Linked DNA regions of Sus scrofa: region 1 is linked to region 2. Evidence: chromatin contacts called from public Hi-C data. All regions are on one chromosome and are shown on one strand. The core of a region is the stretch at or near the end of the contact, and the rest is flanking DNA. Distances in the headings are between cores, read along the strand shown.

What was found. Hi-C and Micro-C count contacts between places; a contact is called where the count stands out from the background.
Region 1: a Hi-C map of liver shows a contact between it and region 2, with 3 times the contacts expected there. The contact joins the enhancer-like site here to the promoter of CARMIL1 in region 2. A contact is called at or near these places in 5 of 47 Hi-C or Micro-C datasets (embryonic fibroblasts, fibroblasts, liver and 2 more) and 1 of 2 datasets of contacts at active chromatin or transcription factors (alveolar macrophages).

What each region holds. Positions count from the first base shown.
Region 1 is chr7:20,099,306-20,106,348 of Sscrofa11.1, forward strand. The region is part of intron 2 of CARMIL1 (F-actin-uncapping protein LRRC16A); the gene reads left to right. Among named protein-coding and RNA genes, the nearest start is that of CARMIL1, 66 kb to the left of the region's middle. Within about 2 kb of position 4,031, at least 4 of the 83 cell types and tissues checked have an H3K27ac peak or open chromatin away from gene starts, as enhancers often do. A contact at or near this core is called in liver, where this site is marked.
Region 2 is chr7:20,033,702-20,040,473 of Sscrofa11.1, forward strand. CARMIL1 (F-actin-uncapping protein LRRC16A) reads left to right here and starts at 2,729. Exons shown (of 37, transcript XM_013977486.2): 1 at 2,729-3,143. The coding sequence starts at 2,744.

The DNA.
Region 1 (7,043 bases), core at 2,781-5,280, 67 kb after region 2:
ACGTCTTCCCATATCTCCAGTCTGCTCCCCACCCCCACCCTGCTCGGCCCGTCTTTCCATCTCAGTGAACTTAGGTCAAAACATTGGGAGTCACTCTTGAATTATCTTTCCTCTCACATCCCATCAGCAAATCCAATAGGCTCTGCCTTCAAAATATTTTCAGAATCCGTTTCTTATCACCTGACTGCTATCACCCTGGAGCAGACCACCGTAATTTTTCACTGGGATTAATGGGATGTCCTTCTCACTGGCCTCTCTGCTTCCGGCCTGATCCCCTTTAGTTGGTTATTAGACATGCTTAGATCGTGTCCCCTCCTCTTGCCATCTCTCTCAGAGGAAAACCAAAGTCATTCCTGTGACCTGAAAGCTACTCGCGATCCAGGCACCTGTCACTCTGACTCCACTGCTCACTTTCCCCCATGACTTTCTCCCCTTCATCCTTTGCCTCCTTGAAACACCTGCTTCCACCTCAGAGCTTTTGCGTTTGCGAGAACCCCATTTTATTTCCATGCGGCCACGGCTACCTCACGTCTTTCCTCAAGTGGCACTTGTCCAGTGAGGGCTTTCCTGAGCATCCTTCTTAACTTTCAACACCCCTCTGCTCCTTTCTGTCCCCTTCCTCTACTTCATTATTCCTTAACATTTAGCGTAATCAAACAGGCTGTATTTTATTTACTGATTCACTCCTTGTCTCCTCCCTCCTGCTAGAATAGAAGTTCCACAGAACCAGAGGTCTTTATTCCTTTTTTTTTTTTTTTTTTTTACCCCTCAAGGCTGAAACGCATAGGTTGCTTTATGATAGCGCCTCATAAATATTTGTTAAACAAGAATGACTATTTCTTGCTCTGGGCATTCTTGTGGCTTCAAGTTACTATAAATCTGTTTGCCACAAAGCACTCATAAAACTAATTATTTTATTTCATGTTTTCCATTAAGTATATTTACTATATATGTCACGTTGATTTAAGACCATAATAATAGGAAAGGCAGACAGAATGCAAATGAGAAGAGTTCCTCCAGCTTTTTATACAGGATCATTCCAGTGAGTCGCATTCATGGTTCAGCTCTCTCTATACATTTGGAAATACACTGGCTTATTTATGTGTGTATCCCGCCTTCTTGCAAAAACAAAAAAGATGGAAAGGGGGTGGTTGGAAATGTGATGATGTAAGGGTGTTGTAACCTAACACGCTGTTTCAAACGCTGGCCGATTTGAATAGACTGTACGTTATGTAGGTTAGTAATCTCATTTGCAAGAGGCACTGATCGGTGCCTTTTCTTGTGCAGTTTGCATTATTCCATGCCAAAGCTTTTGCATTTATTACTTCAGTTCTGCCTCTCTTGTTTGGATAAGAATGTCTCTAGTCCTCCGGTTATAAGTTAATTTGTATTCTAAGACCAAAAAGCTGTTGAGTACTTGGCACCTTTCTCAGTTCAAGTCCAATTAATCATAGCTACCGAAATGCAGCCATTTGCTGTCTTAGTAAAAGTTCATTGATCCCGTGCCTCACTGGTTATTGCATATATATACATTATAAAGCAAAGGACAGGACCTGTTCTGGTACATTCTGGATTCGCCCAGTCTATCACAGAGTGAAGATTCAAGGCAATTTGTGTTTTTGTTTACGAGCAAGTTTTCTAAAACATTACATTTTAGAAATTAACATGCTATGAAATTAACATTTTGAGTAGGGTACAGTTCTATGAATTTTGTGTTTTGCTTTTTGGGGCCACCTCTGCAGCATATGGAAGTTCCCAGGAGTTGAATCGGAACTACAGCTGCCGACCTACACCACGCCCACAGCAACGAAGAATCTGAGCCGCATCTTCGACCTACAGCACAGCTCGTGGCAATGCTGGATCCCCCACCCACTGAGTGAGGCCAGGGATCGAACCCGCTTCCTCATAGATACTAGATGGGTTCCCAACCACTGAGCAACAATGGGAACTGCGAGTTTTTTTTTTGTTTTTTCTCACCAACTTTTCATTTTTCCCATAATTAATAGTCATCTTGGTTTTTTGTTTTTTTTTTTTTGTCTTTTTTCTATTTCTTGGGCTGCTCGCGCGGCATATGGAGGTTCCCAGGCTAGGGGTTGAATCGGAGCTGTAGCCACCTGCCTACGCCAGAGCCACAGCAACGCGGGATCTGAGCCGCATCTGCAACCTACACCACAGCTCACGGCAACGCCGGATCGTTAACCCACTGAGCAAGGGCAGGGACCGAACCCGCAACCTCATGGTTCCTAGTCGGATTCGTTAACCACTGCGCCACGATGGGAACTCCTTTTTTTTTTTTTTTAAAGAACATTTTATTTGAAAGTTATTTTAGACTTACGGAAAAGTAACCAAAGTAGATCAGAGTTCCCACGTACCTTTCGGCAGCTTTCTCTAACTTTACAACTTAAAGGTAGTCAATTTATCAAAGCCAAGAAATTAACATTGGTACAATACTGTTATCTTAACTACTGACTTCAATTAGATTTTTATCAGTTTTTCTACTAATGTCCTTTAATTCCAGGATCCAGCCCAGGGTACAGGAAGTAGGTCAAAGTTAATGCTGTAGGGGCGCTGTGAGAATTAGAGGTTTAAGGGGCTGGGTGGCTCTCGGGAGATGTCCTGATTTGGGGGTGATGAGGGCTGGTCCTGTGATTTTTTTTTTTTTTTTTTTCCTTTTGGTCTGTGCCCGAGGTATGTGGAAGTTCCCAGGCCAGCAACTGAACTTGAGCCAGAGCAGCAACCCGAGCCACTGCAGTGACAACACCAGATCCTTAATCTGTGGCACCATAGGGGAACTCAGAGTGTTCCTTTGAGCTGAATTTGGCTCATGCGACGTTGGAATGTGATTTGAATTAGTTGCCAACATTTAATGATTAGGAGGTCTTCCAGAAAAATCTGTAGTTTTGGCGTCTTTTTAAGAAACTGGTAGCTCCTGCTGCCCTGGGTCTGTTCACTGACTGGGACAATTGTGTGGCCCTGAGAGGTGGCCATCCCTTCTTTATGAGCACGTGGATTCCAGCTGATTTCAGATCTTGCCCCTCCTGACACTGCACTGGACTAAACCAGCCCATCATGCTATAGGTGAAGGTGCCCCAGGAGACGAGTGTTGCACTTCGCCTGTCCTTTCTTGCTTTCCGTGCTGCTCTTGGCCTTAGAGCTTGAAGCGTATGGTTTTGGCACCTCTGGAGGGAGCAAAGATGGTGGCAGAAATGTGGTGCAGCATAAATGCTGAGTGCGCCTACGTGCATCTTCACTTGTGTCTGAAAATACCTGAGTTTGCAAACGGGCACTGCCCACCTCCCTCAAAATCTGGTTGGCAGCCACTTTCTGTTTAGCCGTACATGCTTATCTGAAATATTGTAGGAGTTGCAATGAGGGAACACTCAGGTGATAAACATGAAAATCCAACTTTGTGACTTCTCCTGAGAGGTCAGGTGACCAGGCAATGCTACCCACCCCCACCCCTCCCACCGTGGTCTCCTGGCCTGGAATCTAGGGTTCCCCTCAGCCGAGAATGGGCTCAGCTGGTCCCTGCATTCCATTTGTGGGACCCTGTGGGCAGTGTTGGCCTTAGGTTGGAAACTGGGGACGCTCTAGTAGTTTTCCTTAAAAATTTTATTTATTTTCTTTTTAGGATTGCACCAAGTTCCCAGGCTAGGGGTTGAATTAGAGCTTTAGCTGCCAGCCTCCGCAACAGCCCCAGCAACACCAGATCTGAGCCTGTGTCTGTGACCTACACCGCAGCTCATGGCAACGCCAGATCCTTAACCCAGTGAGCAAGGCCAGGGATCGAACTTGAATCCTTACAGATACTAGTCGAGTTCATGACTGCTGGGCCTCAACGGAAACGCCTCTAGTAAGCAGTTTTCTTTCCGTGTTTCTTGACGTAAGTTATTCTTGACCAGGAGTTATTTCAGTAACTCCTCCAAGTTGCTGAGGACAAAGGGAATTTGAGAGAGGGACTTTGTGGTGGTACCAGAGCTTAGGCATGCTGAAAGTTGCTTATCTCATTTTGTCTTCTGTCTCCTCCTCCTGGACACACTGTCAGTTCCTTCCCTTTGGGTGACCTAAGGTTTGCTGATGCTATCAGCACAGAGTTCTGCTCAGGAGTATTTTTGTTAGAACAGCTTGAAGCACAGCGTTTAAAGACCGGAGTGGAAGTGGCAGTGGTGGAATTTCAGGCAGTGTCTGGGTGGGGTCCCTGTAACCTCATCCCAGGCACGTATACATACAGATGCAAGAGAGAGTTCTCTCTTCCGGTCATCAGAGAAACATGAGGCTAATGGGTGAAGGGGTTTTGCACGTATGTGTCACTCTCAGGGTGTGTGTCTGTGTGGCCCAGCTCTGTGGCTGAGTTGATATGGAGCTGCCAAGCCCTTGGCATGTGACAGTTTGAACTGAGTTGTTCTGTGAATGTAAAATACATACTGGATTTCAGACTATGAAAGAAAGAAGGTGAAATGTCTCGGTAATGATTTTTCTATGGATTACATGTTTGAAGGATAACTATTTTGGATTGTTTGGTTAAATAGTTAATTTCCTCCCTCTTTGTTTTTACTTTGAAAAATGTGGCTGCAAGAAACGGTCAACTTGCAGGAGTTCCCACTGTGGCAAAGAGGGTTAAGAACCTGACTGCAGTGGCTCAGGTCACTGTGGAGGTGAGGGTTCCACCCCGTCTGGCGCAGTGGGTTAAGGGATCTGGTGTTGCTGCAGCTAGGGCAGGGGTTTAATCCCTGGCTGGGAATTGATGCTCTGGGTGTGGACTTAAAACGACCCCCCCCCCCCAAAAAAAAACCCCCTGCAGCCACAACTCCTGTTTCTGTTCAATGGAGCAGCTCTAGATTCTGCTGTATTTGACGGCGAAAAAGGGTGAGCAGGAGTTCCCATCATGGCTTAGTGGTTAACGAACCTGACTAGGAACCATGAGGTTGTGGGTTCGATCCCTGCCCTTGCTCAGTGGGTTAAGGATCCAGTGTTGCTGTGAGCTGTGGTGTAGGTCTCAGACTTGGCTCGGATCCGGAGTTGCTGTGGCTGTGGCCGGTGGCTACAGTTATGATTGGACCCCAGCCTGGGAACTTCCATATGCCGCAGGCGCAGCCCTAGAAAAGACAAAAAGACCAAAAAAAAAAAAAAAAAAGAGGTGAGCAGCATATTTTCCAGGCCTTGGTAAAGTCAAGTTCAGAGAACAAATGTGGACAGACTGGGATGGCAAATTGTTTTCATAACTTTTGGCATTAATTAAAGGTGTACTTTGCTGCTCACTGCAGTGTATTTGGTGCATTTAGTTGGATATTACGTTGCATTCTTGCTTGTTTAGTTGCACCTGTGTGTGACCCTGTAGCACAGTGGTTAAGAGCACAGGACTTGGAAGTTGGACAGGTACTAGTTGGAATTGAAGCTTCTCTATTCTGCCCTTGGATCAATTATTTAACCTCCTGAGCTGCAGAGCCCTACCCTGTAAAAAGGGACAATGGTGACCCACCCTATTTTGTGAAAATTAAGGGAAAATGACACGTGTGAAATGCCCAGTGTAATATTGAGGAAGTATTGTTAGTACAATACATGATATTTATTCTTGTTTTAATTACCCCTGGTAGTATGAAAAAAAAAAAAACCCCTAGTTTTATCACTTCTGTGTGCTAGGCGTAGGGCTGCCCCACAAATCAGAAAGACAGCACCCTTTTGCTTACGTGATATGATGGTGGATCTGCAAGAAAACATTTCTAAATGGATTTTTTGTTTGTTCCTTTCATGGCAACATTGTTTATTTTTAAAAATCATAAGTGGATCAGTATTTTTTGTCGAGGCTCAGTATTTATTGAAGCTCAGCAGTGCACTCACGGACAGGTACTCTGTTTTTGTTTGTTTGTTTTTGTCTTTTTAGGGCCGCATCCTTGGCATATGGAGGTTCCCAGGCTAGGGATCGAATCAGAGCTGCACCGCAGATTTGGTGGCCTATACCACAGCCACAGCAACGCAGGATCTGAGCCGCATCTGTGACCTATACCACAGCTCACCATGACACCGGATCCTCAACCCATTGATCGAAGCCAGGGATCAAACCTGCGTCCTCATGGATGCTAATCAGGTTGGTTTCTGCTAGCCAGGAACTCCCAGGTCCTCTGTTTTAGAAAGTAGTGGACACCTTGCATTTTTACTGAAGCTGGCCGCATATGTCGTGGGTAGAATAGAAAGTCATCTTCACATCATTTCCTAAGAGTTCCCAGGGGACTGGACCAGTGAGGATGGGTGGAGAGACCAAAACCATGCCCTGGGGACCTGGTCTCTCCCTTTGTTGGTTGTCCAGTACACACAGGGGTACTTTGTGGTTTTCTGGTTTTTTTTTTTTTTTTTTTTTTTTTTAATGTAAGGCTAAGTTTTCCACATCTTCAAACTGTGCCTTATGGAACTTATTAAACTTAATGGAAGATTAAGGTGTATAACCCTGGGGAGCATCTGTAGGCGTTAACTGCTAGAGAAACCGTGAATGGGAAGCAGGGTACTAGGAAGAATTGGTAGTTCTGTGTGTGATTTATCCCTTATCCTTTGATCATAAAAGAACTGGGACCCAGAATCCAGGCGTTTGCAATGTAGAAGGCCCATTGGTGGCCTGCTTGTAGATAAAAATGCCTAGATTGGAAAAATTGCTAAAAGCTCATCGATTTTACCTGAAATCAATGAAAGATACCCACATTAATCAGTCATTCTCTGGCTCAAATCCATGTCTCTTGTGCTACAAAGGCAAGTCTTGCATCTCTCGCTTTTGTCTTCAGATTGGCTTTGCTTGGCAGTAACTTTTCCAAGGATAAATAAGCTCCTCCTGCATGGCTCTCCATTAGCTGTGGACAGGCTTGTTACATGTAAATTACTCAGCTGGTACATGGAGAAATGCTTTGCAAGTTACAACTCCTGTATCCTATATAAGCCTTACTGTTAACTTGACCATGGCCACTGGCCAGGAAAAAATCATCCACAGATTGCAGCCAACCCTCCTGCCACCACCTCTTGGTATTTATGGATGGTGCTTTCATGGTGGTCCTCCCGCC
Region 2 (6,772 bases), core at 1,479-3,978:
GCTGAGCCACGATGGGAACTCCGAGCTTGCTGATGTTTTTAATGAACTTTTTTGTTTTGTCTCCATGGGTTGGATCATTATATGATATGATTCTCATGATAGTATGTTGGACCATTATAGACATTAAGTATTTTCAGCAGCTTTTTAAATTCATATTTTTTTTCACCATTAGGCAGTACAAAATATACTATAGAGACATCAACGTATATCTCGAAACTAAAAAATAAAAGGCCATGTATAATTTTCCAAAACAGTTTTGTTACTACGTATGTGTTAAATTTATTGCAACAGTGTTTAACATTCTAAACGTTCAGGTACAGTAGGGATTCTCTGAAAAGCCAGTTTTCTCTCCTTTCTAATAGCTTTCATTGTACTAGTGCTCATTGTGATGCTTAAACACAACCACATACATGCATTTACTTAGATGAAGCTATAGGTAATCACATTTTATAGCTGCCATCAGTTTCAGGTAGTGGTTTAATCACTCTCTTAATTAAGACCATGATGACAGGGATAAACTTAAAGGTATAGAAGTTGGACGGCAGGGATGCTGAAGAAAATTCCCAGTGTTATCGGGGTGGGTGGATTTCAATCCCCAAGTTTCAGACTTTGAAATGTATTCTCTAAACTGACCCCCCTGGCCTTGAAGGGATAATTACTACTTGTTGGTTTTTATAGCATTAGAAATGGTGCTTCTGGAGTTCCTGTCGTGGCGCAGTGGTTAATGAATCCGACTAGCAACCATGAGGTTGCGTGTTCAGTCCCTGCCCTTGCTCAGTGGGTTAACAGCCATGAGCTGTGGTGCAGGTTGCAGACGCGGCTCGGATCCCGCGTTGCTGTGGCTCTGCCCTGGCGTAGGCCGGTGGCTACAGCTCCAATTGGACCCCTAGCCTGGGAACCTCCATATGCCGCGGGAGCGGCCCAAGAAATAGCTAAAAAGAAAAAAAAAAAAAAAAAAAAGAAACGGTGCTTCTTGGAGTTCTCTGCTTGATATTCTCAAACATATTTGCGTTTTGCACCCAAGAGCAAATGATTTTCATCTCCAAAATCATTCAGTCCTTTTTGATTATTAAGATAGGCGATTCATGTGAATCCATGCCTTCAGAGGTATAGGACTCAATCAGGATCCTGCTCCAGTGAAAAAACCTGATTCTTTATGGAAACCCCAGTTTCCTTTGAAAGGTGCCAAGGAGCACTGAATTAATTACAGGAATGTGATGCAGCCTGTCCTTTATTCGTCCAACCACCCCAGGCCAGTGGGGGAAAATAGTTTTGTTTTTACTTTCATCAGTTATTACATGGTGTGAAAGCTTCAGGGCTATTTCTGAAACTTCATTGGTATGTGCCAGAAAAAAACCTTTTTAACAACACACTGTTGAATGGAAGATAGTTTTGAGATGTTAGTTTCTATTTATTGCAGAAAAAAAGATACTTAGTGCCTAAAGGACATAGCTAGCTTAAATAAACTGCCAACATTTGAGAAATAGTAGGGAGTCTGAGGTCCAAAGCTCTAAGACCAATCAGTTAACAAATCTTTATTGAACATATATTTGGCACAAGTTTGCTGAGGAGGTTCAAAAATCTGAGATAACATCCCTTAAATGGCCTCCAGTCAGAGTTCCCACAGTGACACAGAGTTCCCAAGGTGGTTAAGAATCTGTCTGCTGAGGCGCCATTCCACCCCACCCCACGCAAGGCGGCAGATGGATCAGGCCCTGGAGCAGTGGGTTAAAGGATCTGGCTCTGCCACAGCTTCAGGGTAGGTCGCAGCTGCTTCTCGGAATCAATTCCTGGCCGGGGAACTTCCATATGCCAGTAGGTGCGGTTATTAAAAAATAAAAATAAATCACCTAGGGTCTAGTTGGGCAGACAAACCCAAACTCAGGGAGCGATGCAAGTGTTGAATAGTAAAACTAGAGAAATATACGAGTAATTAAACAAGGCGCTGTGTGGCTGAGCTTAGAAAGCAGTGTTACAGGCAATAGACTCTAGTGGTTTTGAATAAAGGGATCATAGTCATCTGAAAAACTCTGGAGAATCTTCTCCAAAGAAGGTACACATTGGGCTGGAATCAAAAACACAGATAAGAATCAGATAATCTTAAAAGGAAGAGAAAAGCAAATGGCAAAACAGTTTTGGAGTGCCCGGTTGTTAAGCATGCGGAGTGGGAGAGGTTAGAAGGGTGGGGAGGGACCAGATAGGTAAATGCTTCATTGGGAACACCTTGCTGAGAGGCTGAAGATTATTCTTGGGGATCCAAGGTCGACGGCAGTGTTTAAAACTAGATTATCAATCAAAGCGTAGGGATGCCCTTTGCTTTTCTCTCTCCTCTCCTTCTGTCCTGTAAAAACAACCAGATTCCACAGGCATTCCCAGCCGTCAGGCAGTAAGGCAGCAATTGCGGCGCTCCAGTGATTCCTGCCCTTAAGTTGTTCCTCCGGGGGTGGGGCCCAGGGAAAGCTGGAGGGAGCTGGGCCGGGCAGGATCAGACCTATCAGCAGGCTTATTCCGGGGTTTGAGAATAACGCTCAGCTGCCCCATTATGCCCCGGGGTTAAAAGAGGTTCCGCAGCGAGTGAAAGGCATTTTCCGGGCGCTCTCCCATTTGGAATGTCTGAGATGGCAACCGGCGGCGGCGCGCCCGCGGAGCACACACAAAAAGTGTTTTCTCACCATATGGTTAGTGTTTACAGGGTTCGTCTAGCTCCCGCTCCCCGAAATGGAAAATTAATAACGTTGAGGAAATGCCAACATGTCACAGGAGGGCTGAAAAAGGAAAGGGCGTAGAGGGGTCCCAGAAAGAGGCGGTTTCCCTGCAGATGGGTCTGCGGAATCTGCGCGGGTCTGCAGCTTCCCAACCCCTGGCGCCCTCGGCCCGCGGGGATGCGGGATCGGGAAGCCCAGGCCCACCCCGCTGTCCTCCCCAGCAGCCAGCAGATGGCTCCAGGGCTTCTCGCCTCTCCTTCGCCCCCTCTCCATGCACCAGGCTTCGGCGGTTCGGGAGGGAGGCTGCTAGGAGGGGCGCCGTGCCCGCCGCCACAGGCCGGCGCCGCGTGCCTCCGGGCTGTGCGCCCCGCGCCGGGGAACGTGTGCCCGGGCGCCGGAGGCCGGCCTGGGACGCTGGCGGAGGTCGGGTCTCGCGAGGTGAGGAGGAAACGCAGGAGGAGGAGAAGGAGGAGGAGGAAAAGAAGGAGGAGGAGCGCCGGAGCTGCCCCCGCCTCGCCGGAGCCCGGCAGGAGCGCGAGGAAACCCTGGTCCCCCGCCCCGCGCCGCTCTCCCCGCCTCTCCCCACGCCTTCCGCTTTCACCTAGGGCCGTAGGTGCGGCGCCGGGACCGGGCGGGAGCTGCCAGTGGCCGGAGCAGTGCCGCCGCCAGCCGGGAGCCACGAGCCGGGAGCCCGAGCCAGCGCCGCAGCGGCCCCGCGCCCGCTCCCAATCCAGCTGGGGTCTCCGTTCCGCCGCCGGGAACTGCAAGGAGGCGTCATGTAGCAGCAACCGTAAACCCACCTTGGATTTTGTAACTCTTTTTTTTTTTTTTTTTTTTTTGTGGGGCTTGGGGACGCGGCAGAATTCTATCTCCGCCCCCGCTTTCTTGCTTATTCCTATTTGCACGCTGCATTTGCCTCTAAGAAATTGAGGGGCTCGGGGGGAGGGCGGGGGGCCGTAAATCAGAGTTGGATCTGCAGCACCCCCCGCACCTAGAGGGCCACCATGACCGAGGAGAGCTCCGAGGTGCCCGGGGAGTTGATAGGTAAGAGTCGCGCGGTTGTTGATTTTCCTTTTGCCGCTGCGCCCCCATCACCTCCACCTCCCTTCCCACCTCTGCCTTCCCGCACGTCCTGCCGAGTCCCGGCGCCCCTGGGGTCCGAGTGGAGTCGGACAGGGTCGCTGGGGGGCGCCGGGAAGTTTGCTCCCATCCAACCGCCGGAAAAGCCGAGTCCGGAGAGGGCCGGCGTGGGGAGGAATGGGGAGCCCCGCGAGCGCACTCCGCGGGTCGGCTCGGAGCCCCCCGGCGCCTCCTCCCGCCGCAACCTTCGGGGGTGGGGGGGGTCTAGGCTGGCGGAAGAAGGGGGCGGGCTGCTGGGTCTGGGGAGTTCTGGAAGCGAGCAGAATCCTTTACTGCGCCCAGCCCAGTGCCCCCAACTCGGGAAGTCTAGGAACGCGCCGCACTGGGAGGCTGGCGAGCGCACAGTAGGTCGCCTCCGGCACGTGCCAGGAATCCCCAGGTCCCCGGAAAATGCCCGGCGGGAGGTGCCCCTCCGATGGAGAGACTTGGGGGAGGGGGCGCTCGTCCGGGGTAATGACTGAGCCTGCCTAGGCGTGGCTTCGACTGGCGAACTGGGAGCGAAAGGGTTACAGGACTGACGCAAACTCGGGCCAGGAAATCAAGGGTTAATGATAAAAGCCTTATTGTAATAATAATTCACCTATCGATTCTGCCTGCGCTGAATCTCTTAGGGAAGCTGTGTGTGGTACCCTCTGCAAGGTGACCCATTGTTTGTGTCCCTTGAGGGTTTTTGTGGGGGAGGAGGAGAGGGTGAATATTTTGTCTTGGGGTTTAACTTATGCGGAGAGTTAAAATGGCAGAGCTCAAGGGAGGTTTGTGGGAAGAGAGTTCTGAAAACCAAGCTGTAAGCTTATGTGTGCATGTGTGTGTGGCAGTTTGTATTGTGAGGAGGTATGCGTGTCTGTGTACGCGCGTGGTTTGAGCCCCAGTGACCTATATTTCGTAGTGTACCATCCTTGGCACACGACACAGCCTAGAGCTCAGAAAGACGATTGGAATCGGTGTTGACCACAAGAGGTAGTTTATCTGCATTTGAGGAGTTTGCCCCTGTGTCTCTTTTTAGGCATCATACTTTGGAGGAGTTTGTGCTTTTCCATTAGTGACTGTTAACTGAGCAGGTGAAACTTGATGTAAAGAAGCTGTTGCTAGACTTGTGTACAAGATAGAAACTTCTGTTTATGTTGAATTAAAAAAAACAAACCCTAACTTTTTAGCAAATGTAGGTTAAAACTTTGCCTCCCCTTCCCCATCATAATCAGCCTTCCCCCATCCCCCAACCCTGCAGCGTCCACTGGGAGTTGAGTGGTCCATCCAGTTCTGGGAGGCTCTCTTTCCCACACCCTACCCGGAAGAGGAAACAGCTCGAAGGCTCTGAAGATGGCTTCAGTGGTCCTGAGAGAATTTAGGGGAGGGTTTGCCTCGCTGACCAGGGGATAAAGTAACTAGAGAAAGTGGCCGATTTTAAAATTGGTTGTTCTTGATCCTGGTACTGAAGGGTTTACCTCATTACTTGGATCCCAGAAAAAGAAGAATGGCATGGAAATAAGGTAGATGGTTGGTATGGATGGTTCTCAAGCAAATCGTTTGGTACATTTTAAAAGTTCAATGTAACCCTCATCTAGAAATGGAATTTCTGAGCTTATTGAGTCATGCCCATCTCACATTATCTTTCAAACAAGGATGCATGTTTTTGTGATAGGCCCAATATGTTTTTTTTTTTTTTTTTTCTGAGTCTTTAAATGGTCTAATTAGCCTGGGCTCAGGGAAATTCCTGTATCTGTTTTTCTCTCTGATTTCAAGTGCTCGCAAGAGTGCCGCTCTCATCAATTCAAAATGACAACCACGTGGAAGCCTCAGTCTAGTCCCTTAAGCTGATTCCCCCAAGGCATTTCAACAGTGTGTTGTGTGTCTCTCTGATTATTAAAGTAACACAGGCTTTTATTTAAACATTTTTACATGCAGAGAAGGAGAGGAATACATGTCACCCATCTTACTGCTCCAAGATAGCTACCTTTAACTGCTTGGTATGTCTTTCTGGTCTTTTTCTATGTGTATTTCTTCAGTCAATTTCAGATGCTCATTTCTCACAGTTCTTTTTTAGGGGAGGGAGGAGTAGCCTGTACCTGTTCTGAGTTCTGATAAGATAGGAGCTTCATAGAGAACACTGGTTGCAGTCAGCTCCCCCAGGTCTCCTCAAATTCCACCCCCCCCACTTTTTCCTCATTGCTCGCCCCCGGACAGACTGTACTTGCTCGTGTCCCCTTGCCCTTCTCTCTGCTGGCAGTGTCCTGTCCTCCCCTCCTTTACTCATCTAATCTCAATAGTGCAAAATTTTTTTGTGGTGGGTTTCCAATAAGTATATTTTCATCATCCCCTAATAAACATACATTTATTTGTTCAGCTGCATGCATGCTTCTTTTAGTGTGTATAAGCTAAAACCTAAACCAAAAGGCATTGCAAGTAGAAATTTAAAGTTCTGCTGTTTTTTTTCCCCACACCTCAGTGGATGGTGTGGTAGGTACACCAGGCTTTGGAAACCAGTGGTCTATTTTCTGTTCCTTTAAGCTTCAGCTCGGGGGTCCCCTCCTCCCAGAATCCTTCTCGCATCTCCTTGTCCATGACCTCCTGGTGGCAAGTGGAGTGGCCTGCGTCCATGTCTTCACTAGATTATAAGCTCCTGAAGGAGGCAGGGATCCCCTTGAGCCCAGAACCTGGTAGAGGACTTGACACACAGGCTCTTGCTGTGTATGGGTAGGTGCTGAAACAGCTGAGTAAACCAAAGTGATTGTAACACACAGTTCAGAGCTGCGGGGGTGTGAGAGGCATTTGCCATGTTTTGAAGGAAAATGGAATCTCGGCTGGAGGAGAATAGGGAAAGGGCCACCCAGGAGATAGAGTAAGATACACAGGATCGTGTAAATGGTGGGGACGATACGGGTGATTGGGTCTTTAAAGTGTGTGCTGAGGATTAAGCTGAGAGAATGTGA